Linked DNA regions of Mus musculus: regions 1, 2, 3, 4, 6 and 7 are each linked to region 5. Evidence: chromatin contacts called from public HiCAR-type, HiChIP or PLAC-seq and promoter capture Hi-C data. All regions are on one chromosome and are shown on one strand. Each heading gives the region's core, a stretch centred on a gene start, on an enhancer-like site or on the middle of the called end of the contact. The rest is flanking DNA. Distances are from core to core; before and after follow the strand shown.

Region 1 (2,688 bases), core at 144-2,643, 2.8 Mb after region 5:
TGTGGAATTAGAAAATGTATACCCCACTTTTAAGAGCAACTAAGAAATCAACTTTTTATTGTGTGTGTGTGTGTGTGTGTGTGTGTGTGTGTGTGTACCCTTGGAGGTCAGAGTTCTAGAGGGAATTGGCTCTCTCCTTCCACTATGTTGGTCTCAGAGTTAAGTCTTCAAGCTTTATGATAAGCACCTTTACCCACTAAGCCATCAATCCTCTTATAGTTAGGGGAAATCAAGGCCTAAAGAGTATATAAAACAGCTGCTCAGGGCTATTGAATCTCAGAGAGGTCTCAGAACCGCCTCAGCCTCAACCCACCAGCAGAAGAGATCTAGGGCTAGAATAGAGTCCACAGAGGAGCAGAAAAAGCGGCACCACAGCAAGTCCTTGCTCCATACCTGTCAGCAATGTGACCAACAGCACGGCCCACAGAGCCTTCATCTTCGCAATTGTGATTGGCCAGTCTGCGGAGGGAAAAATTGTCTTTGAACACCAGGGGGCGGGGGTGGAGGGACTCCGGCCACCCAGAGAACCCCATCTTCCCTTCTCAGATCTGTGAGCCATCACAAACATCTCCAAAACAGAGCACCCGCTCTTCCCAAAGGTCTGTTTACCTCCCCTTGCCGAGTTCGCTATCTCGGCACCCCGGGGTGGATCCGCTGCCAAAAATTCCAGCTCCCTCTCCTAGGGTTCAAATTCCACTTCACAGAGGGCCAGCGGGTGGTCCAGCTTACATTCCTCTTTCTTCCCGGCTAAGTCCTGCTTTCCATTTTGTGTTAATTTAACACGATTTTTAATCGTCCTCCATCCCTGCGAAGTGGTACCCTCCCACAACTACAGAACTTAGGGAGCTCAGCCATGAGGAGCCACAGTTTGAAACCAGTCCGGGTTACTTGGGGACTGTGATGGAAATCAGTAGGTATTTATATAAAAGCAGCCTAAGGCTCATCCCGAGTTTTTTCGCCATAGGATGGTTCCTAGTTGAGCCGGTACGCCGTGCACCGACAGTCCCGTACTCCTTCCTGGAGGTAACCCCTCCACCTGCTCTGACTCTGGCAAAGGCTAGTTACCTCGAGTCCTTAGTTTGTCCCCCAAGACTTCTATCGTGCTGCCTGCTTTTCCAATTCTTGTGCCTGTTTCCTGGACTCCGGGGGATCTCAAGGTTCCCAGCCCACATCCTACCAAGGTCCCTGGGTGAATCCCCAGCCCAGCTTGTCTTACCAGCTCCTTCCGAAACAAGTCCTTAGCCTCCAGGGTCTGAGCAGGGGATCGGATCCCAGACCGGTCCAATTATAGGACTCCCCCTGTCCCGCCCCCTCCTCAGGGCTAGGGCGGGCTGTGCCAGCCCCCTGTCACGAGGCGGGTTGTTCTCTCCCCCTTCACAGCAGGGCAGAGGAAAGAGGTGGAGTTTGGATGCCTTGTGACCCCCCGCTCCCCTCCCCCGCCAACAAAGGGAGCGGACACCTCATTGAATAATCCAGGCCTTGGTACTGGGGCACTGAGAACCGCTCCTTCCCTTTCCCCGCGGGGTCTGGTGCATTGTAAAGAAAAGAGCTGGCAGCCTAAATGGAAATGGGTGGGTGGGGGCTAAGAGGCTCAGCTTCTGGGGTGAAGATCGTTGTTCTGGGATCCCTCGTTGTTGATTCCTCCACCACAGGTGAACTCTTTCCATTCCAAGGCTGGGACGTGCTCCAGTTCCTTCAGGAGCTGTTCAGTGGTGGCTCCCGATGGGTTTGAAGCCATACATTAAGCCAAGCCCTGGGAAACCAAGCGTTGATGCTCCTGATCTGTTTCTGGCGATTGCCAGATGTGTCACCTTGGGAGGGAAGAGCTACCCCTACAGAGCACATTTTAAAAAGTTGTTTTGAGATAAGATTCTCAGGCTGCCCTCTAACCCACAAAGGTCCTTCTGCCTCTGCTGTAGCATGCTGGGACTGCAGGTGTGCACCCCTGCATGTGCATTTTCCACTCTCAAGCCACTTCTCTTTTCTTTTTCCTCATAAAAGCAGAAGAGCAGGAGCTGGAGAGATGACTCAGAGGTTAGGAGCACTGACTGCATTTCACAGGACCTAGGTTCAAAATCGCAGCACCCACACAGCAGCTCACAACTGTAACACCAAGATCTGCTACCCTCACGAAGGCATACATGCAGGCAAAACACTAATGCACATAAAAAAAAAAAAAAAAAAAAAAAAAGACAAGCCATAAGTCATTCACTGGAACATGGGTCTATAGTGCTAGCCATATGCAAAGCTGAGGCAGGAAGATCCCGAGCTCAGGTAATAGAATGAAGTCCTGGCTAAAAAGTGGAAAAGCCAGCTGGGCGTGGTGGCACATGCCTTTAATCCCATAATCCCAGCACTTGGAGGCAGAGGCAGGTGAATTTCTGAGTTGGAGGCCAGCCTGGTCTACAAAGTGAGTTCCAGGACCGACAGGACTACACAGAGAAACCCTGTCTTGAAAAACAAAAAAAAACCCAACAACAACAAAACCCCCAAAAAGTGGGAAAGCCATTGTACCTGGGAAGTCAGGTAGGACAAGGGGCTCAGAGACCACAGCAAGCTTGCTAGAAGCACTGCCTGCACAAGGTTCCCTGTTCCCAGCTGTTGATGGCAGGAGAGAAGCCACATAGCAGTGTTTGGCACCAGACACGGCAAAACATGATTCTGCAGGATGGGCAGAGGCGGAACACC
Region 2 (2,766 bases), core at 215-2,714, 2.8 Mb after region 5:
CGTTTCCACTCCTACTTGACTTTGTAGGGTAAGAATTATGGATTCCTAAACCCTAACTCCCCCAGGCCCCAAGTAGTCACCCTGGAATTCTTGAGTCTTCCTGTTAGTTTGTCTTTTATGTTTTGATATAGGGTCTTTTGATGCATGCTGGTCTGGTCTTGGGAGTACGATCTTCCCACCTCTGCCCTGGCCAGTGGTGCCATTGGAGTGCTATCTGAATCTTGCTACCTACCAAAAACCCCAAGCCTTTAAGAGTGAGGGGATCTGTATGCATGGAGGAGTATCGCTGTTGTGACCTCTGGAGGGTCAAGGCACCAGAAAGGCTCACCTGGAAACGGTTGCTCAACCCTTTGTTGACTGTAAGTTTGACACCTTCCATCTGAACTGGAAACAGCTCTGCAGAAGAGAGATGCTGTCATACCCCAGATTCTTCTCCCATCCCAAGCTCTCTTCACAAACTCTTATCTCACTAATTCCACCACTAGAGGAACCTTGGCCCTTTGCACATTTTAAACCCAGTGCAGTCACCTCAACTTAGGAAATTCACTCTCCTGCCTAACTTCTCATGCTTACAGTTCTCACCACACAGAACTGTCCTCAGTATTTAGTAAGTTAACACACTTAACTATCGAGAGTAAGAATGTCCTCCCTCTTATGATCAAATTGTCAAAAGATCCTAGGCTAGGATCCTTGGGTCGAACCCCTCACAGGAACATTGGGGAAAACCTCTTGACACCGTGACCTTGGACTATAATTCCCTTCCTGATCACACTCCTGAATCTTGGTGGGGTTGGTCCCCTGGCTCTCAGTACCCTAAGACTTCTCCCTCCTGCTGTGGCATTCTTCCCCAACGAGTTCATCATCTGATCGCAGTTTCGAGCCCCAAGTTCAAGGTCCCACCCTTCCAATCCATCATCAGCTTCCAACGTTCTGTTTAATGATTGCAACGATGTGCGCCAATCCTCCGGGGGGTCCCTTCCCTTTCCCTGGGGCTACTCGGGCCTGGCGCCCCTCACCCTTGCACTTCCGGTGGCACTCCTCGAACGTCCCCGGGTTGGGCAGGCATCCGCAGCTCCCATCTTCCGAGGCCGCCGCAGCGCCGCTGGCCGCAGCCCCGGGAGTCCGTTCCGAACCACGGCCAGTGCTTGACCCAGTGCCCAGGCCGCCGCCGAGCGGCGGCAGAGTGAAGCCTGGCGGCGAAGGAGGCGGCGGCGGGAGCCCCACGAGGGACGGCGTAGGAGGCGGCGGTGGCCCTGCGGGCGGAGAGCTGGCAGCCAACACGTTCCCCATGGTATCTGCGAGGGGAAAGGTCAGAGGGCAGGGATCGGGGCGACACGCACACCCCCGGATGCAACCCCAGGCCCTTCCCACCCAAAGCGGACTCGGCTCTCACTGGCGGCCGCGGCGGCTCCTCTTCCCGGCCTGGGCTCCGCTCCTACCCCGTGCGCTAAGCGCAACCGAACCCGCTGCCGCCGCCGCCACCGCTGTTTTCCCGCCCCATGGATTCTATTGGTTCGGTGTCCTCCGAGATCCGCCCACCGCCCTAGAAGAAAGACATTCTATTGGAGAATTAGCAGGAAGTTCCACCCTTCTGTTGAAGCCCTACTCCTATTGGTTCCTAGTCGAAATCAGTCAGTGCAGCTTCCTCTACCTTCCTATTGGCTCGTGTATCCCAAGTTCATTGGTTCGCGACGCCGCGGGGCTGGAGCTAGTTCGCTATTTGTCGATAGCACACGCATTGACACGCCTACCTGCTCATTGCCCCGCCCTCCTTTTGGAGGCGCGGAGACCCGCCCCAGAAAATGCCTTGACTATTGGTGGACCTTGGCTCAACTCACATTCTAATTGGCTACAGTATGTCTAATGGGCCGGCCATGGTGACGTGCGTGCTAGGTCTCTCATTGGCCAATGCGCCAGGGTCAGGGGACATCAGTAGAGGTGCGTTGCGCTGCAGACGCTGCTAGGCAGCAAGGTCAGGTCTCGCGTCCCGACAGGCACCGCGGTGGAGAGGCAGGGTCCCCGACGGTAAAGCCGGAAGTGCTGCCCCTTCCCACAGTGCCTCGGGAAGGTTTCAAACCAGTTCTGGGATAACCTGCCGGCCTCTGCCTACCCACAATGCCGCTTTCTCCCTTAACGCCGCAGCTGCCTTGACCCCCCCACCCCCTTTTATTTTTTTACCCATCATGCCGTCTGCTCCTTGCGTCACTGTAGCTTCTATCTTTGGCCCATTCATTCCTTTCCCATTACCCAGCATTCATTCCCCCATTCATTGAGCTTCAATCCCTTGGCTCGGTTTAGCTCGTGTCTGCCTGTTCACGTTTCCCATCCTTCCGGCCTTTCTCTAATGAACTATCTTGGAATCTTTTACCTTCTGGCGACTACCCACTACGCCTACAGCCCTCGTTTCTTACTTTGCTTCTGGCTCATTCGTTTAGCTCCATTACCCATCACGCCTTGGGGGCTTCATTGAAAATAGTATTTGCCTCATGATCTTAGACACTTCTTGCATGCCTACCGTTTTTTCTTTTGGTTGATGCGGTTTTGCTTATGACTCATTAATTTCTGGGGCATTTTTTTTTGACTTTTTGGGGAGGGAGGGGAGTCCATTCTCTGTTGACTTACAGATCACGGATGCCTTTCAAGCTTCAGGCCTCATTGTACCCCACTCACTTCACATCTCACAGAAAACACAAGACTTTATCAAAGTAGAAACTCATATTATGTAGGAAATGCTTACAAAATAAAATTCCCAACCCAGATGCCCAG
Region 3 (2,774 bases), core at 208-2,707, 2.8 Mb after region 5:
GGTCCCGAAACCAGGAGTTGGGACTCTTAGCGCTCCAGCCCCGCCCCGCCCCTCCCAAACTAGGTGAAAGCGATACCGGAAAACTTCCCCAGGGACGTTGCCACTCACAAGGAAAGGGGGAAGGGGAGGAAAACTGCAAACCTCCCGGGCTCTGACTCTACCTGGGACACAGCCGACTAAGTTCCCAATTTCAGGCTACGTCTTTAAGCCTTTGATTATATTTGGGGGCAGAGGGGTAAAGGTCAGAGTCCCTTGATCATTAAATTCCATTGCCTACAGCTAAATCCGAACCTGCCAAGATAGTGCCTCTGGACCCTAACTGCACCTGGACCCCAGCGAGCAGAGCTCTTTGCCCACAGTTAAACCCAAGACCCACAAGTTTGAACCCCTTTTCTCCAATTCTATCTAGACCCGGGTTAGGCTCGCCTTCTGAGATCCTGGAGGCAGAACCTCTTAATTTTCCCAGAACCCAGGGGTCAGTGTCTGTAAACTCCCTGAGGCTTGCACTCCAGACTCACACCCTTCCTGCCCCTGAGTGCCCCCAACTCTCATCATTGGTTTGCCAAGGGCTCCCAAAGACCGAACTCATCCCCCCCCCAACACACACTCGTCTTGGGAACCTCGACTGTGGGTCCCCTCGCGCCCAATTCTCCCCGGGCCTCGGATGCCCAACCCAACAAGAAGGAAAAGAAAAAAAAGGGGGGGGGGTGTCGTCCCTCCTCACCATCACGACCCTCCAGCTAGTGTGAGTGGGGGGAACATTCTCCACATTCCTGAGGGGGGAGAGCAGAGACGGAAATCCAGATTCCGGATAAGTGATCAGCACAGGATGGGGAGGATTTAACCCTTTCCACGCCGAGGGAGGTGGAGGGGGTCAGAAACCCGGGTTAGAATGGACACTTGTGATTACGCGAGGTGCAGAGAGGGAGGTTAGGAGACTCGGAGAGAGAGCCCGGTGTGTTGCGAGAATCTCGATCAGTAGGGCCAACCTAGAAGGGGGCACGAGGGAAAGGGGCCTCGGGGAGCTGGGAGTGAGGTGGGGGACGATGCCCCGTTCCCTCCCTTCTGAGGACTGACGAAGGCATCCGCGCGTTTTCACCTGTTTCCTGAAGCAGGAGCAGTAGCAGCGGCAACAACGGCAGCGTCGGTGACAATCTGGACGGCGGGAGGACTGCGGCCCGGGCCATGGGGGGCCCGGGGAGGGACTGGGCCCGGGCAGGGGGTGCCTAGGGACCACTCTTCGTGTACCGATCGGCTGGGAGGGCAGTCAGGGGTCTGAAGTGTCCGGCTCCAGGCCGGCTTCCGCCGCTCACGGCTCCCCGGATCAGTTCGTTCGGCCCAGCTTTCCCTCGCCTGGCTCTCAGGATCCGCGCCCCCCGGCCCCTCGCTTAGCTCCAGCGGGCCGGACTCATGACGTCACAGGCCCCGCCCCTCTTCGCCAAGCCGATCCTAGGGCTCAGGCTCCGCCCCTCTCAGGGCTAAGACCCCGCCCATCCCGCGTCCCACACCTGTCTGGCCCCACGATTCTATCTCCGCCTTCTCCTGGAATTAACTATTTGACCACGCCCACTCGACATGGAGCCACGCCCACACACAACCCGGGAAGACCCACTGCGCCCCCTACTGGTCACTCTAATGAGACGCGGTCACACCCCCTTCTAAACTTCCGGTCGCCTCCCACCAGGAGAAGCCATGCCTTCTCGCCCAGACCACGCCCCACTGCCCTCTGGTTAGCCTGAGTATGTGGGCTCTCATAGGGCCTCCCTTCCTGAGGCACCGCCCCTTGGTGAGGCCACACCCCTGTCCCAGCCTTTCTCCTAGTCCTGCTGCTGTGGTAGGTCGGGGTCACTTCTTAGTGGACCCCATTTCTTTCTGATCTCTGCCCTGGGTTCTCGTGTCGCCGCATCATTTCTTTCCAGATTTCTCCTCTTTCTCTACCTCTGAGTCTCCCTCCGCATCCCCATGTTTCTCTGTGGCTCTGCTCTGGTGTTTCTTTGTCTGTCCATGTGCCTATGTCACTTAGTCCCCGTGTCTCGTTGCATTCCTTTGACTGTGTGCGTCTCTCTTTGCGTCCCTGTCACTTTCTGTTTCTTGTCTCATAGTTTTTTTCTGTGTCACTCTTAATATTCCTGTCCCTGCATCTGGCCTCTGCGTCCCTCCCACCCAGTATCCTTTTTTTATATCGCAGCCTTCCGCGAGGGGGCAGCATAAACCAACCCAGCAGGCCGAACCCCGCTGGGTGGGGCTGGACCAGTCAGTCTGTCCTCTGGCCCTACCAGTCCCTTCCGGTTGTCCTTGTCCCACTTTCTCTATCTCACCAGAATCCTGTGGTCTTTGTGGCTGGTTTTGAGGCGGCCCTTTTGTCTCTTCGTAGACGCTCCACCCTCCCCACCCCCACCCGCCTTTTCACATTCCCAGGGCCGCCGAGTGGAGCTAATGAGAAGGTCCACTTGTTGGGGATGGGGGAGGGGAACAGGTACTCCGCTGCTGAAGTACCTGACAGCCAAATCCTCCCCAAGGGCCAGGCATTTGGGGGTTTCTTGTGAGAGAGCCACCTGGGCTGGGGTAGGGCCCCTTCTCCACCGGCCACATACATGAAGCCCCTCTCCCATGTGGCAAGGCCCAAGGAGTGGACCCTGGCTCTGACCAACTTGCTTTCCACTCTTGTTAATGCTCCTATTTGTTTGCTTGCTGATTATTTTGTGTGTGTGCAGGCCGTGCTGACTTCTGAAGGGCAAATAACAACTTGCTTTGAGTTGGAAGCAGCAAGTGGG
Region 4 (2,688 bases), core at 166-2,665, 2.7 Mb after region 5:
GGTGTGGGGGAAGACGACTAGGATTGTGAGGAAAAAGAGCTCTTGCCTTGACACACCTCCAAGCCCAGGGCCCTTCCCTCTGGAGCCCGCCCGCCCCACACTCAAGTCTGCTCACTCACAATCTTCTCATAGTACTCCCGACGCCGCTCCGCCCTCTTCTTGTAGTCCACCATCATGCCTCGAAGTTTCCGCTCATGCTTCCGAGCCTCGTGCCACATGGTGCTGAGGCTTCTGCCTGAGGGAGGAGGGCACCAGACATGTCAAAGGGACTATAAAGACCACGTGGGTAGAGTTACAGTCCTCTGACATGTTGGGGTTGATCCTGATGGACTAAATTCCAAGTCCCATGGCTTCAGGGGAGAGAGAGACCCTGCTGCAGACCAGGACGCTGAGTGCACAAAAGGACTCCTAACAGTCCTGTGGCAGTAGCTCCAGAACTATGAGAAAGCTCTCTGTGACCTAGGTAAGATCTTCTCCTGGGAAAAAAAATCCTCCTAGATTCTGCTCGCTAAAGTCCATATGAAAGACTATAGAGTAGATAGCCTTTGGAAGGCTGATGCAGAACTGTCTTGAGTTCAAGGCCAGCCTTGGTTACACTGTCCAGTGTAACCTAAATATGGAGATCCTACTTTAATTAAAAAAAAAATGGCTGGGAGTGATGGTGCATGCCTTGAATCTCAGCAGTGGGAAGGCAGGACAGGCAGATGTCTGAGTATGGAGCCAGCCTGGTTTATGTACTAAGTTCCAGGCTAGCCAAGGCTACATAGTGAGATGCTGTCTGGAAAAATAAAAATGGAATTTTTGAAATAAAAGGAATGTCTGAAACCGATCCGTAGCTGCCAGGGCTGGGCTCACAAGAACCCCTAAGATCCCTCTGCAGGAACCATGCATGGTACGGGAGGGGGGTGCAGCAGTGTTGTAAGGTAGGTTAGTGGAGAGAGGCAACAGCACAGCCCAGACACGCTTGGGGAGGGGGGTGAGGCCAGGTGAAGGGCGTGGACAGAGGATGAAGATGGTCAGGCGGCTGAGCTCTAAAGGAGGGACGTGAAGCCGGCCAGGCAGGCTAAAAAGAGAGAGTGCGGCCCTGGGCCGGAGCGATGGGTGAAAGACAGGGACGGAGCTGCGTCTGGGGACCAGGGTCCGTGCCGAACCCCAAAGCCCGGATTCGGGCCTGAGGAGGGGCGAGGGGCGCAGCCTGAGGCCTGTCAGGGCGGAAGCAGGCGGGGCCGCCGTCGGGGCCCGGCGGACACCCACGGTGATCTCCGGAGCGCCTCGGACAAGGATGAGGTCGACTGCCACCGCTCGGAAGCCGGGAGGTCGGGGTCGGATGCCTGCACTCACCGGCCAGTCGCCGCCTCCCACTGCTGCGCTCGCGCGCGCTCACGACCCACACCGGAAGCGGAAGTGAGAGGTTGAGCGAAGGAGAGAGGCGGCGCTGCACAAAAGGCACTTCCGCGGTCGAGAGGAAGGGCTCTGGGATGTGGGCGTGGCTCTCGCGATTATGGGCGGGGCCTGCAGGGTGGCACCATCTGGGACCTGTCCTAAAAGTGAGAGCTTAAGTAGAGGAACCCAGAATTCCAGACACGTTTTGTTGTTGTTTTTAAAGATTTATTTCTTTTAGGGGCTGGAGTGGTGACAATCGATTGAGAACTGGAAGCTCTCGCCAAGGTCCTGAGTTTAATTGCCCGCACTCACATAGGGCTCACAACCAGTCTCTTTTTTTTTTTTTTTTTTTTTAAAGATTTATTTATTTATTATATGTAAGTACACTGTAGCTGTCTTCAGACATTCCAGAAGAGGGAGTCAGATCTCATTACAGATGGTTGTGAGCCACCATGTGGTTGCTGGGATTTGAACTCTGGACCTTCGGAAGAGCAGTCGGGTGCTCTTACCCACTGAGCCATCTCACCAGCCCAACAACCAGTCTCTTAACTGTAGTCCTATGGGATCCAGTGCCCTATTCTGATGTGCATACATGCCGAGAAAACACCCATATGCATAAAATACAAAAATAGAAAAGTCTTTTTAAAAGATTTATATTGCCGGACAGTGGTGGCACACGCCTTTTAATCCCAGCACTTGGGAGGCAGAGGCAGGTAGATTTCTGAGTTCGAGGCCAGCCTGGTCTACAAAGTGAGTTCCAGGACAGCCAGGGCTACACAGAGAAACCCTGTCTCGGAAAAAAAATATTATGTGTATGCCTGAAGGTGTATGTTTCTCTGAGATGTATACACACACATATATATTATATAATTTTATTTAATCCTATATGTACATATATATGTATACATATATGTACGTGTATATGTATATATAAATATATATGTATACACACAGACATATATGTGGGATTAATAAAAATTATCTGTAGGTTGTGTTCAGTTAATTCAACAATAGCAGGCTAGGAACAGAAAGGCCAAGAACTCAGTAGATCAGTAGATGCTCGGGCTACAAGGCTGGATGCCTCAGCTGGTCTTCAGTATACACTAGAACCACAGAGAAGGCTCTAACGCCAGTGAAGGAATGGACTTGCTAGCAAGACGATGGCAAGCAGGCAAATACCTAAAGCTTCCTTCTTCCACATCCCTATATACAATCCAGCAGAAATCGTGGCCCAGATTAGAGCTGGATTAAAAGTGTGTCTTCCCATCTCAAGATCCAGATTAGAAATTGAGCTTCCAGGGGCTG
Region 5 (2,875 bases), core at 232-2,731:
CTGACCCAAACGGTACTGTATTGCGCTGTCATTTGGCACAGTGAGGAGAAGCAGGTGCATGAAGCTGGAGGAGAAAGGCAGCCCTCCTAGCCTGGAAGGGACAATGAGGGGGCCAAGCTTCCTGGCTTAGCCATCATTTGATGCACCCCAAACTTTGACCCCAGTCCTGTATCATGCAGCTTCAGTGCGCAATAGGGCCCTGAACAACTCCGCCCACCTGCTCCCACTGCCTCAGTGCCTTCAGCCTGGCCCAGCCCCATTCTTGCCAAGGCAAAGGGAGCACACAGCTACTCCTTCAGGTCCTCTGCTGCAGCCCATGACCAAGCCCGAGTCATCAGCCTTTGTGTCGGGACCTTTCCCCGGAGACACCCACCTCTAAACCTAGTCCTACCTCAGCCACCATTCATTGTCTCCTACACTTCTCTAGAAGGCTGTCCAACCTCACCCCCACCACCCAAACTCAAGTCCTTCCCTAGCCCTCACCTTGGAAACCCCGTTTTTTCTCTGACCCAAACAAAACACGCCTTACAAACCCCAACCTCTCTTTCTAGTGCAACAACCTAGACCTCAGAATCCTTCCTAGCTACCCCCAACCAAGTTCTCCACAAGGCTCCCTGGTTCCCCACACTACCCGTGATCACATCCCCACTCCTTTAAAAACATTTCTGCGACCCCCAACTCTCCTCAGTCCCCTTCTGGGTCCTCACAGGCTCCAAGAGCATCTTCTAGCCTCTGCTGCCACCCACCTCGGGCTCCTCCTTACCTCAGCCTGCACCTGACCCTTCTCCTCTTCCTCCTCCTCTTGGCAATGCTTGTCCTTGGAGACCCCTCCCCCACCGGGGTCTACAGTGCACAAGTGACCCAGGATCCCCATCTATCCTCTCTGCAGAACACTCCCTAGGAACCGACCGGTCCCCCTCTCCGCTACCCACAGCCACCCCTCTAGGAGCAGCCTCCTGCATTCCTCCAGGACCCAAAGCCTTCATCGCCGGCGTTTCCTATTTCCTCCTCCCGGGGACCGGGTAGATGTGATTCTAAAACCAATCGCCCGGAGAGGGATCCGAATGCTGCCTGGGAGGTGGCGGGGGTGGGGATGTCCTGGAGCTCCTCATTTGAAGCCTCAGACTGTCTGTTTGGGGGTCCTACCAATTCCATCTGCTGCTAAAACCGCTTCTAGAAGTCCCAAGGGCCGCATGGGAGGTCCCGAGGGGCCCGGCCTCTCCCTCCCAGGGTTCGCTCGCCATCTCCGGGATGGGGGGGTCTCCACCCGACTTCAGCCGCCTCACTCACCATGGCGAGGCACCGGTATCCGGAGCTCGGGGATCGAGGTTACTCTGGCGGCGGCAGCAGCTGCAGCAGCTCGAGCTCCGCCGCGCGTCCGCGCCTCCACACTCTTTGCCCGCAGCGCGCGCCACCGCCGCCGCCGCCCGCCCCAACGGTCCCTCAACGGCCGCCGCGCGCGCCCCGCCTCGCCCGGCCCCGCCCCAGACGGCTCGCGCGCTCCCGCTGCACTGCGGCTTCCTACGGATCCCTTCGCGTCAGGCTCGTGCGGCTCGCCCCTTCCACAGAGCCCAGCGAATCTGCTGCCGCACGGGCACGCGCACGCGCGTTCCCCACCGCGGGGACTACTTTCGCTCTCGGCGCTCTCGGCCCCTTGCATCCGCTCCGCTTTCCTCTCTGGCGGAAGGGCACCGGTTTACGGAGAGTGACACGTCTCTGTGTGAGCCACGCCGCTATTGGACCCGCCTCGTGGCGGAAATGAGAACGCAACTCCGATTGGTCCGGCCTTCCCTGCAATGCGTCAAACTGGGGCGAGCCACCGCGCGGTGTGCGGGGGGCAGCACGACCTGTGTGGCTCTGTGGAGCCGCGAGGAATAGAGGGGCTAAGACGGAAACAGGGTGGATGTTGGAGAAGCAAATACGTTGTCTCTATGGCTCGGAAATAAAAATGGGTTGGGGGAAGAAGCAGAAGGACTTTCTTCTCTCTCCCTTTGAGCAGATACAAGATGGTTTAATCCAAAATCGTGGGGTCTAGGAGCCTGGCCTGAACCGGCTCTTCACAGTGGTTGGCTCTTCAAGGTTCCGCTGGTCTCCTGAAGGTTCCACCCTCTACGCGTACAATTTGCTGGGATGGCTGAGTGGGTGAAGGCGCTTGCAGGCAAGCTAGAAACTGTGAGTTCGATCACCGGAACTCACGTGGTGGTTTGGAGAACAGACTTCCACAAAGAATTGTCCTCGGACTTCCACATGCGCGCTGTATAAATAAGTTCAAACAAACAAACAAACACAAATCTAAAACACGCACAAAAGCAACATGTGGGGATCTGGACTTGACTCTTGATCTCAGGATCTGTACCCAGAACAATCTCTGGATGCAGAATGTTTTCATTCATTCATTCATTCATTCACTCATTCAGCCAATTAAACATGAATTGGGCACTGCTGTCTGCACAGATCTGGTGCCGGGCTGTGCTGGTGACATCACACTTCTCAACCATTCTCTTGTCACCTAGACAGTGTGACTCACTTCTTATTCTAGGGATTCCAGGCACAGAAAGAAAAAGAACTGTTGCTAAGGGCACCTGAGACAACTGTATTGTATACCATAGTGTATATACTGTACATTACTGTACAGAGCCCTCGTATAGGATGGGAGTTGGCATTTTCTTCCTTCCTTTATTTATTTATTTATTTATTTATTTATTTATTTATTGAGACTGTGTAGCCCTGAGCCCTGGTTGGCCTTCAGAATCAAAGGCATGCATCGACACTCCAGGGCAAGAACTGACAGAGAAGGGGGGTGGGGGGAGAGAGAGAGAGAGAGAACTTCTAGGGTCAGAAAACTTTTTTTTTTTTTTTTTGGTGGGGAGGGAGA
Region 6 (2,884 bases), core at 147-2,646, 3.0 Mb after region 5:
TATTATTGTTATTATTATTATTATTAGTAGTAGTAGAGACACTAAACATCACCTCAGTACATTCACCAGGCTGGTCTGGAACTCAGAGATCTGCTTGCCTCTGCCTCCTAAATTCTGCGATTAAGGGTGAGCACCATCACACTGGGCTTCAGGTACCACTTACATATGCAGAAATGGAGGCATAGAAGAATTTGCTAGGGGGATCACGCAGGCATAAGACGACAAGATACGGTGGGGTTTGAATCCGAGCCATTCAATAGTCACTCTGCTAGGCCCTATGTGAGACTCTCTCCTTTAGCCCAATACACAGTAGGCCCTCAACATTAGGGAATACAGTATCAGGCATTTCTGAATACTTGAGAAGTCTGATAATGACTTCAGAGTGAAGTTCTGGGAACCCAGGACCCGTCATGGTGACCCTAGGGTACCCCTGTACGGGGCTCCACCTGTCTCTGCCTCCCCTATTGGGGTTAAAGGCATGAGCCACCACCTCCCTGTTTTGGTTTGGTTTGGTTTGGTTTTTTGGTTCCAGTCACTCTGAGCTCACTCTGAGCGCCCAGCCTGACTTGCTGCTGGTCAACCACTGAAACAATGGGAATAGCACAGGGCTCCGAATTAGGTTGTGTGAGGACCAAGGGTCTATCCTCAGCACCCTGTGTGCTCAGGGGTAGACTCCTGTGCTACAATTCCCCAGTGAGGCTTCAGTCTCCAACTCAGCGAAAGGAAAATGAACTAATAAATCAACTCTGAGTCAGTCACGATTAACTTGCTGGAGAGAGTGTGGCCACTAGGGTTAAGGTTCCTGGCATGAGTCACCCAGACTTTTTCTCAGTGTACGAGTCATTTATTTTACAATAATAAAACATCTTTTGCGCGCGTGCGTGCGTGTGTGTGCGCGCGCGCGCGCGTGTGTGTGTGTGTGTGTGCGCGTGCGCAAGCGTGCGCGAAGTGGAGCAAATCCGGTTCTCATTCCCGAGTCTAGGCTACGTTGGAACTCAAGGCAACCCTCCTACCTCATCCTCCCCTGTACTCCGGTGGCCGGTGTGAGTCACCACGCCCTATTTTCTGGAATCTCTGCTCCAGAATCCAGACCTAGGACTTTGGGCCGGGAAGAAGGGATCGGGTGGCCTGGGAGGGCCTCTCGAGGTGCGCACAGGCCGGGGCGCGGGGCGCGGGGCGCGGGGCGCGGGGCGCGGGGCTACTTACCCGCTTTCCGGAGTGCATAGCAGAACAGCAGCAGCAGCCATGACAGCGGGGAGCGGGTGGCTCGGGCGAGTTGAGCCATGTGGTTCCGGTCCGATCCAGCTCTTTGTAGTCCAGTTAGTAACGGCCAAGCGCCTTATCTCTCCGAAACCCTGAAGTCAAGTGCTGGAATCTCAGCTAAGCGGGTGCCGCCTAGGGACGGCCCATTGAGGGCGGTCCCCTGCTGGGCAGGCGCACACAGCCAAGCACGTCTGCCGGGCTGGTTGATGAGTGAACGACCCTGACGATTAGTGTTCTGTAAACCTGTCATCCCAGCACCTGAGTCGGGTGGGGAGGATGGAGGCAAGAGGATCATCAGAATTGAAAGCGGGTTTAAGGCCAGCCTGGGCCACGTGAGATCATCCCGGATTTTTTTTTTAATTAAAAATAATGGGGGGCAGGGGGCTAGGCTTCAAATGTCTTTAATCACAGCACTTTGGAAGGCAGGCAGATCTGTGAGTTCTGTGTCAGCCGGGTCCACCGTAGACAAATCCAGCCTCGTCTGAGTTACACAGTGAAACTGTTTAAAAAAAGAAATAAGGTCTCATGAAGCACATTCTAGGTCAGTGGTTCTCAATCTTCCCAGTGCGCGATACTTTTTTTCTTTGTTTGTTTTTGTTTCTGTGTGTTTGTTTTCGAGACAGGGTTTTACTGTCCTGGAACTCACTTTGTAGACAAGGCTGGCCTCGAACTCAGAAATCAGCCTGCCTCTGCCTCCCAAGTGCTGGGATTAAAGGCGTGTGCCACCATGCCCGGATTCTTTAATACAGTTCTTCATGCTGTGGTGACCCCTAATCATAAAATCATTTTCATTGCTACTTATAACTGTAATTTTGCTACTGTTATGAATCATAATGTGAATATGGGACATGTAAATATCATAATGTAAATATGACATGTGGGATATCTGATATGGTTCCCCAAAGGGGTTGAAGCTCGCAGGTTGAGAACGATTGTTCTAGACTACCCTTGAACTCCTGATCTTCCTCCCAACACCTTGGAATGCAGCAATGCCGGGCCTGTGCTCCCCAACCTTCACCTCCTCCCCCCCCAGTTCCTGCTCTCGGTTAATTCTGAATGGGAATCTGAGGGGCAAGTCTTCTGGAAATCTCTGGAGTTTCTTGAGTCCTGTGGCATTTCCACACTGAGAGCCTGTAACCATTCTGTTCCTTCTCTGACCATGCTGTCATGACTGTGGGCTTCCCCTTCTCCCAGATCTCCCCATTGCTGTGGTATAAACTGGCAGGTCACTAAACCACCTCCCACACACACCCGAAAAGGGAAAAAGTTCTGTGCCCTTCTCTCTCCCTCCCTGTTTCTGCCCTGTGAATACAGCGTCTCTAGTCCTTTCCCATAACACACACACACACACACACACACACACACACACACACACACACACACACAGAGCTTGTTAGCTTCCTGAAGTGAAAGAAAACAAACGGTGGAAAAGTCGGATTCCTGGGGAAGCTGACACCAACCTTTACATTTTTCTTATTAACTTTTTTTTTTTTTTGCTGTTCTTTAATGTCTGTTTTCAATTTTGATAGATTCTAAACTGCTATGTATGTATGTGTGTATGTATGTATGTGTATGCCTGGATGTGTATGTATGAGTTAGTGTATTTATGTAGTGTGTGTTT
Region 7 (2,872 bases), core at 114-2,613, 2.7 Mb after region 5:
CCGAGCTCAGGTGCAGGCCAGCCTTCTCTAACTCCTTTTTTTTTTTCTTGGTTTTTCGAGACAGTGTTTTTCTGTATAGCCCTGAGCTGTCCTGGAACTCACTTTGTAGACCAGGCTGGCCTCGAACTCAGAAATCCGCCTGCCTCTGCCTCCCAAGTGCGCCACCACAACCGGCTCTTCTCTAACTCTTGAAAAAAGTTCTGGCTTTTCGTTTCTGCCTTTGACTCCGCCAATCATCACTCAATATCCGCTACTTTCCCCATTAAGGTGGGACTTGGAGGACTCCTGATGCCTCAGGAAAACCCCCGTCTCCGTTCTTCCCTCAGGGCGAAATCCGAGCCCCAATACTTCGTCACTGGAGAACTTTCCTCTCCCCCATCTCGCTGCAGGCCCCGCCCCTTTTCAATCCCATCGTCAGGCCCCGCCCTTCGTTTTCTAAACAGGCCCTGCCCTTTCCCTAGACCTGCCACTACGCCCCACTTTCCCCCACCCCAACCCAAGGGTAAGTCCCGCCCACTCACTGAGCCACACACCTCTTCTTGCTCTTGGAGCCTGACCCCGCCCCTATTTCCTGTCAAGCACAGTCCTGGATCCTCCTCCTCGAGGTCAGGCACCGCTCCTCCTTAAATCTTGAAGCTGGGCCCCGCCTCTTTCTTTGCCTCTAAAGGCCTAAGCCTTGCGGGAGAAGGGTCCCCCTTGTTTGGAGAGAATAAAGCCACTTCCTCGAATTAGGCTCCGCCCCTTACTCCTAAGAGCAGCCTCACCCACTCTGTAAACCAGAAGCCTCCTCTGAGTTTGCCCCGCCCCTGTGTGTATGGCTCCTCCCCTTCAGAGTTATGCCCCGCCCCTCCTCTCGACCGCCGCCCGGCCCGCCCCCTTCTTTGCCTCAGGCTCAGGCCCCGCCCCCTTCTCACTCCTTAGCGGGACGCCTAGCCTGTATCTCCCCGGCAAGACCCTTCACCATCCTCTACCTTCTGCCTTATCCCTCGCGCAGTGTCCCCGCCACCCTTGTACTCTCCGCACCGAAGCGCGAATCCTGCGGAAACCCGCAGATGACTCCGAGCGCCCCGAACTCCCCGAGCCCGAGCCCCGCCCCAGAGGTTCCACTCTGCTTACCCAAGGCCCCTAGCTCGGGCGCGGACTCTCTGGCAGCGCGGCGACTCGGCATGGCCCGGCCCGTAGGGACCGACAGCCCGAAGGCCAGCTCAGGGCGAGCGCACACGAGGGCAAGCCGGGCAGTCGGACAGCCCGGTCGGCTGGGACGATCACCGGCCGGGCAAGCGGTGCAAGGCTAGGGCCGAAGGCCGGGCTGGACGCACGGCGCCCGGGGCTGCGGGGGGCGCCGGGCCGAGCGGGCGGCGGGCGGGGGCGGGGCGGCGGAATTCCCCGGCGCCGCCGGCCTGCGCACCCATTGGCTCGTACCCCTCCGTGACGTCACGTCAAAGGGAATGGGAAAACCCCCGCTGCTCACGTGACTGCGGGGGCGGGGTCGGCCGGGAAGCGAAGGCTTGGCACTTCGCAGGGTCCGGGTGCGAGTCGCTGCCCATTGCCTTGGCCAAGACCACTGAGGTCCGTCCGGGTCCACTTGCGCCCTACCCACAGAACAAGCTGAGAAATGGGCATTCCATTTCCCCTACGAGGGCTTGAACCTGCTATCTTTCAGGCTGGCAAATGAAGCCAGGAGTGGGAAGTTAGCAGCCATTGATAATTTGTTTGAAGTAAAATTTACATAGGGTCTCATCTTGCCCAGACCGATGACCTTGAACTGCAGATCCTTTTGCCCCCATGGATCCTTCAGATTCGTCCCTCCACAGTGCTGGGACGACAGGCATGAACCACCACCTAGTCTATGCAGCACTGAGTGTTGAACCCAGGGCTTCATGAATACTGAGCTACAGTCCCAGCCCGTTGGTGATATATGGCACCTATAACCTATAGAAACCTATAGAAACTTGTATGTTCCATTCCCCTTCTATCATAGCATGTGTGATCAATGATTCAAGCAACCTACGCATAATTAAGCACTTGCCATATGCTGCAGCCTGTAATGAAAACTAGGGTACAGCATTACTAAAACCAGGCCCACTTCTTGCTCCAGAGGCAGAAAACTGCAGCAGTGAATGATGTGGCACCGGTATCTACTGTTGCACACCAAAGCAAAGAGCATTGTTTTGGTTTTGCTATGTAGCTCTGGTTGACATTGAATTCATGATAATCCATCTGCTTCAGCCTGAGTCCTGGGGATCCCAGGCACCTACCATCACGTCCAGCTTAGAGCAAACCTTTTCTTGCAATGAAAGACATTAGGCTCAGGCTTTGAGAACCAAATGGTCTTAATTTTCAAATGTGCCATCTTACATAAACAGCCAAGGACCAGAAACAGGGATGTGGCTATGTTCTATTAGAACATAATTTGATAAATATAGAAATGGGAATATCATGTAACTTTCACACTGAATCATATTCTTTTTCACTTTGTACCAGAGGGAAATGTTCCAGTGTCATAAGCAAGCCCAGGAGTGGACATCTCCCATAGAATAAGCTTGCCAGTCACACACACACACACACCAATCACTGCTTTCCTTGAGGTTTTCCAACTGTAGTGCTGAGGATGTGGCTTGTGATAGAATGCTTGTCTAGCATGTATGAGATTCTAGGCTGTGTTCTCAGCAGCACACAGAAAGATATTGTAGCCACAATATGCCCATTCTGGACAGACAGAGGCAGGAGATCCACTGACAAGTAGTGAGTTCCACTGCATAGCAGGCCCTTGTCTCAACGCAAACCAACAAAATAAAACAAAAAAGAAGGGGGAGAAGAGGGGGAAAATTGGGCTGGTGGTGTGGCTTAGTGGTAGAGCACCTGCCTAGCA

Evidence for each region. Promoter capture Hi-C pulls out the DNA fragments that hold promoters and counts their contacts. HiCAR-type assays count read pairs that join an accessible place to other places. HiChIP or PLAC-seq counts read pairs in DNA pulled down with a chosen protein or histone mark.
Region 1: an H3K4me3 HiChIP or PLAC-seq map of stem cell-derived neural progenitor cells shows a contact between it and region 5, with 5 times the contacts expected there. The contact joins the promoter of Apoe here to the promoter of Calm3 in region 5. A contact is called at or near these places in 2 of 39 promoter capture datasets (cranial neural crest and hippocampal neurons) and 3 of 115 datasets of contacts at active chromatin or transcription factors (embryonic forebrain, large pre-B cells and stem cell-derived neural progenitor cells).
Region 2: a contact with region 5 is called in a promoter capture Hi-C map of hippocampal neurons, with 3 times the contacts expected there. The contact joins the promoter of Tomm40 here to the promoter of Calm3 in region 5. A contact is called at or near these places in 3 of 39 promoter capture datasets (cranial neural crest, frontonasal cranial neural crest and hippocampal neurons), 3 of 115 datasets of contacts at active chromatin or transcription factors (SST interneurons, astrocytes and embryonic forebrain) and 1 of 9 other capture datasets (liver).
Region 3: a HiCAR-type map of astrocytes shows a contact between it and region 5, with 6 times the contacts expected there. The contact joins the promoter of Nectin2 here to the promoter of Calm3 in region 5. A contact is called at or near these places in 3 of 115 datasets of contacts at active chromatin or transcription factors (astrocytes, embryonic forebrain and embryonic stem cells).
Region 4: a contact with region 5 is called in a promoter capture Hi-C map of hippocampal neurons, with 4 times the contacts expected there. The contact joins the promoter of Clasrp here to the promoter of Calm3 in region 5. A contact is called at or near these places in 2 of 39 promoter capture datasets (cranial neural crest and hippocampal neurons).
Region 6: an H3K27ac HiChIP or PLAC-seq map of bone marrow-derived dendritic cells shows a contact between it and region 5, with 17 times the contacts expected there. The contact joins the promoter of Pvr here to the promoter of Calm3 in region 5. A contact is called at or near these places in 2 of 39 promoter capture datasets (liver and maxillary cranial neural crest), 1 of 115 datasets of contacts at active chromatin or transcription factors (bone marrow-derived dendritic cells) and 1 of 9 other capture datasets (liver).
Region 7: a promoter capture Hi-C map of liver shows a contact between it and region 5, with 2.5 times the contacts expected there. The contact joins the promoter of Relb here to the promoter of Calm3 in region 5. A contact is called at or near these places in 3 of 39 promoter capture datasets (hippocampal neurons, liver and pre-B cells) and 1 of 115 datasets of contacts at active chromatin or transcription factors (embryonic forebrain).

Annotation. Positions count from the first base shown.
Region 1 is chr7:19,697,795-19,700,482 of GRCm38.p6, forward strand. Apoe (apolipoprotein E) reads right to left here and starts at 1,394. Exons shown (of 4, transcript NM_009696.4): 1 at 1,217-1,394; 2 at 394-459. The coding sequence starts at 436.
Region 2 is chr7:19,713,965-19,716,730 of GRCm38.p6, forward strand. Tomm40 (translocase of outer mitochondrial membrane 40) reads right to left here and starts at 1,465. Exons shown (of 10, transcript NM_016871.2): 1 at 1,394-1,465; 2 at 1,017-1,295; 3 at 329-396. The coding sequence starts at 1,290. Nectin2 (nectin cell adhesion molecule 2) reads right to left here. Exons shown (of 9, transcript NM_008990.3): 9 at 2,680-2,766. It overlaps Gm38955 (a long non-coding RNA gene), which reads left to right and starts at 1,500. Exons shown (of 2, transcript XR_881874.2): 1 at 1,500-2,025.
Region 3 is chr7:19,748,116-19,750,889 of GRCm38.p6, forward strand. Nectin2 (nectin cell adhesion molecule 2) reads right to left here and starts at 1,458. Exons shown (of 9, transcript NM_008990.3): 1 at 1,100-1,458. The coding sequence starts at 1,187. It overlaps Gm34744 (a long non-coding RNA gene), which reads left to right and starts at 1,455. Exons shown (of 3, transcript XR_881878.3): 1 at 1,455-1,834.
Region 4 is chr7:19,603,071-19,605,758 of GRCm38.p6, forward strand. It overlaps Clasrp (CLK4-associating serine/arginine rich protein), which reads right to left and starts at 1,416. Exons shown (of 21, transcript NM_016680.5): 1 at 1,342-1,416; 2 at 120-235. The coding sequence starts at 218.
Region 5 is chr7:16,922,551-16,925,425 of GRCm38.p6, forward strand. Calm3 (calmodulin 3) reads right to left here and starts at 1,482. Exons shown (of 6, transcript NM_007590.3): 1 at 1,291-1,482. The coding sequence starts at 1,293. Gm45972 (predicted gene, 45972) reads left to right here. Exons shown (of 3, transcript NR_165470.1): 2 at 1-12; 3 at 890-1,968.
Region 6 is chr7:19,919,747-19,922,630 of GRCm38.p6, forward strand. It overlaps Pvr (poliovirus receptor), which reads right to left and starts at 1,397. Exons shown (of 8, transcript NM_027514.2): 1 at 1,207-1,397. The coding sequence starts at 1,285.
Region 7 is chr7:19,628,075-19,630,946 of GRCm38.p6, forward strand. Relb (avian reticuloendotheliosis viral (v-rel) oncogene related B) reads right to left here and starts at 1,364. Exons shown (of 12, transcript NM_009046.2): 1 at 1,117-1,364. The coding sequence starts at 1,168.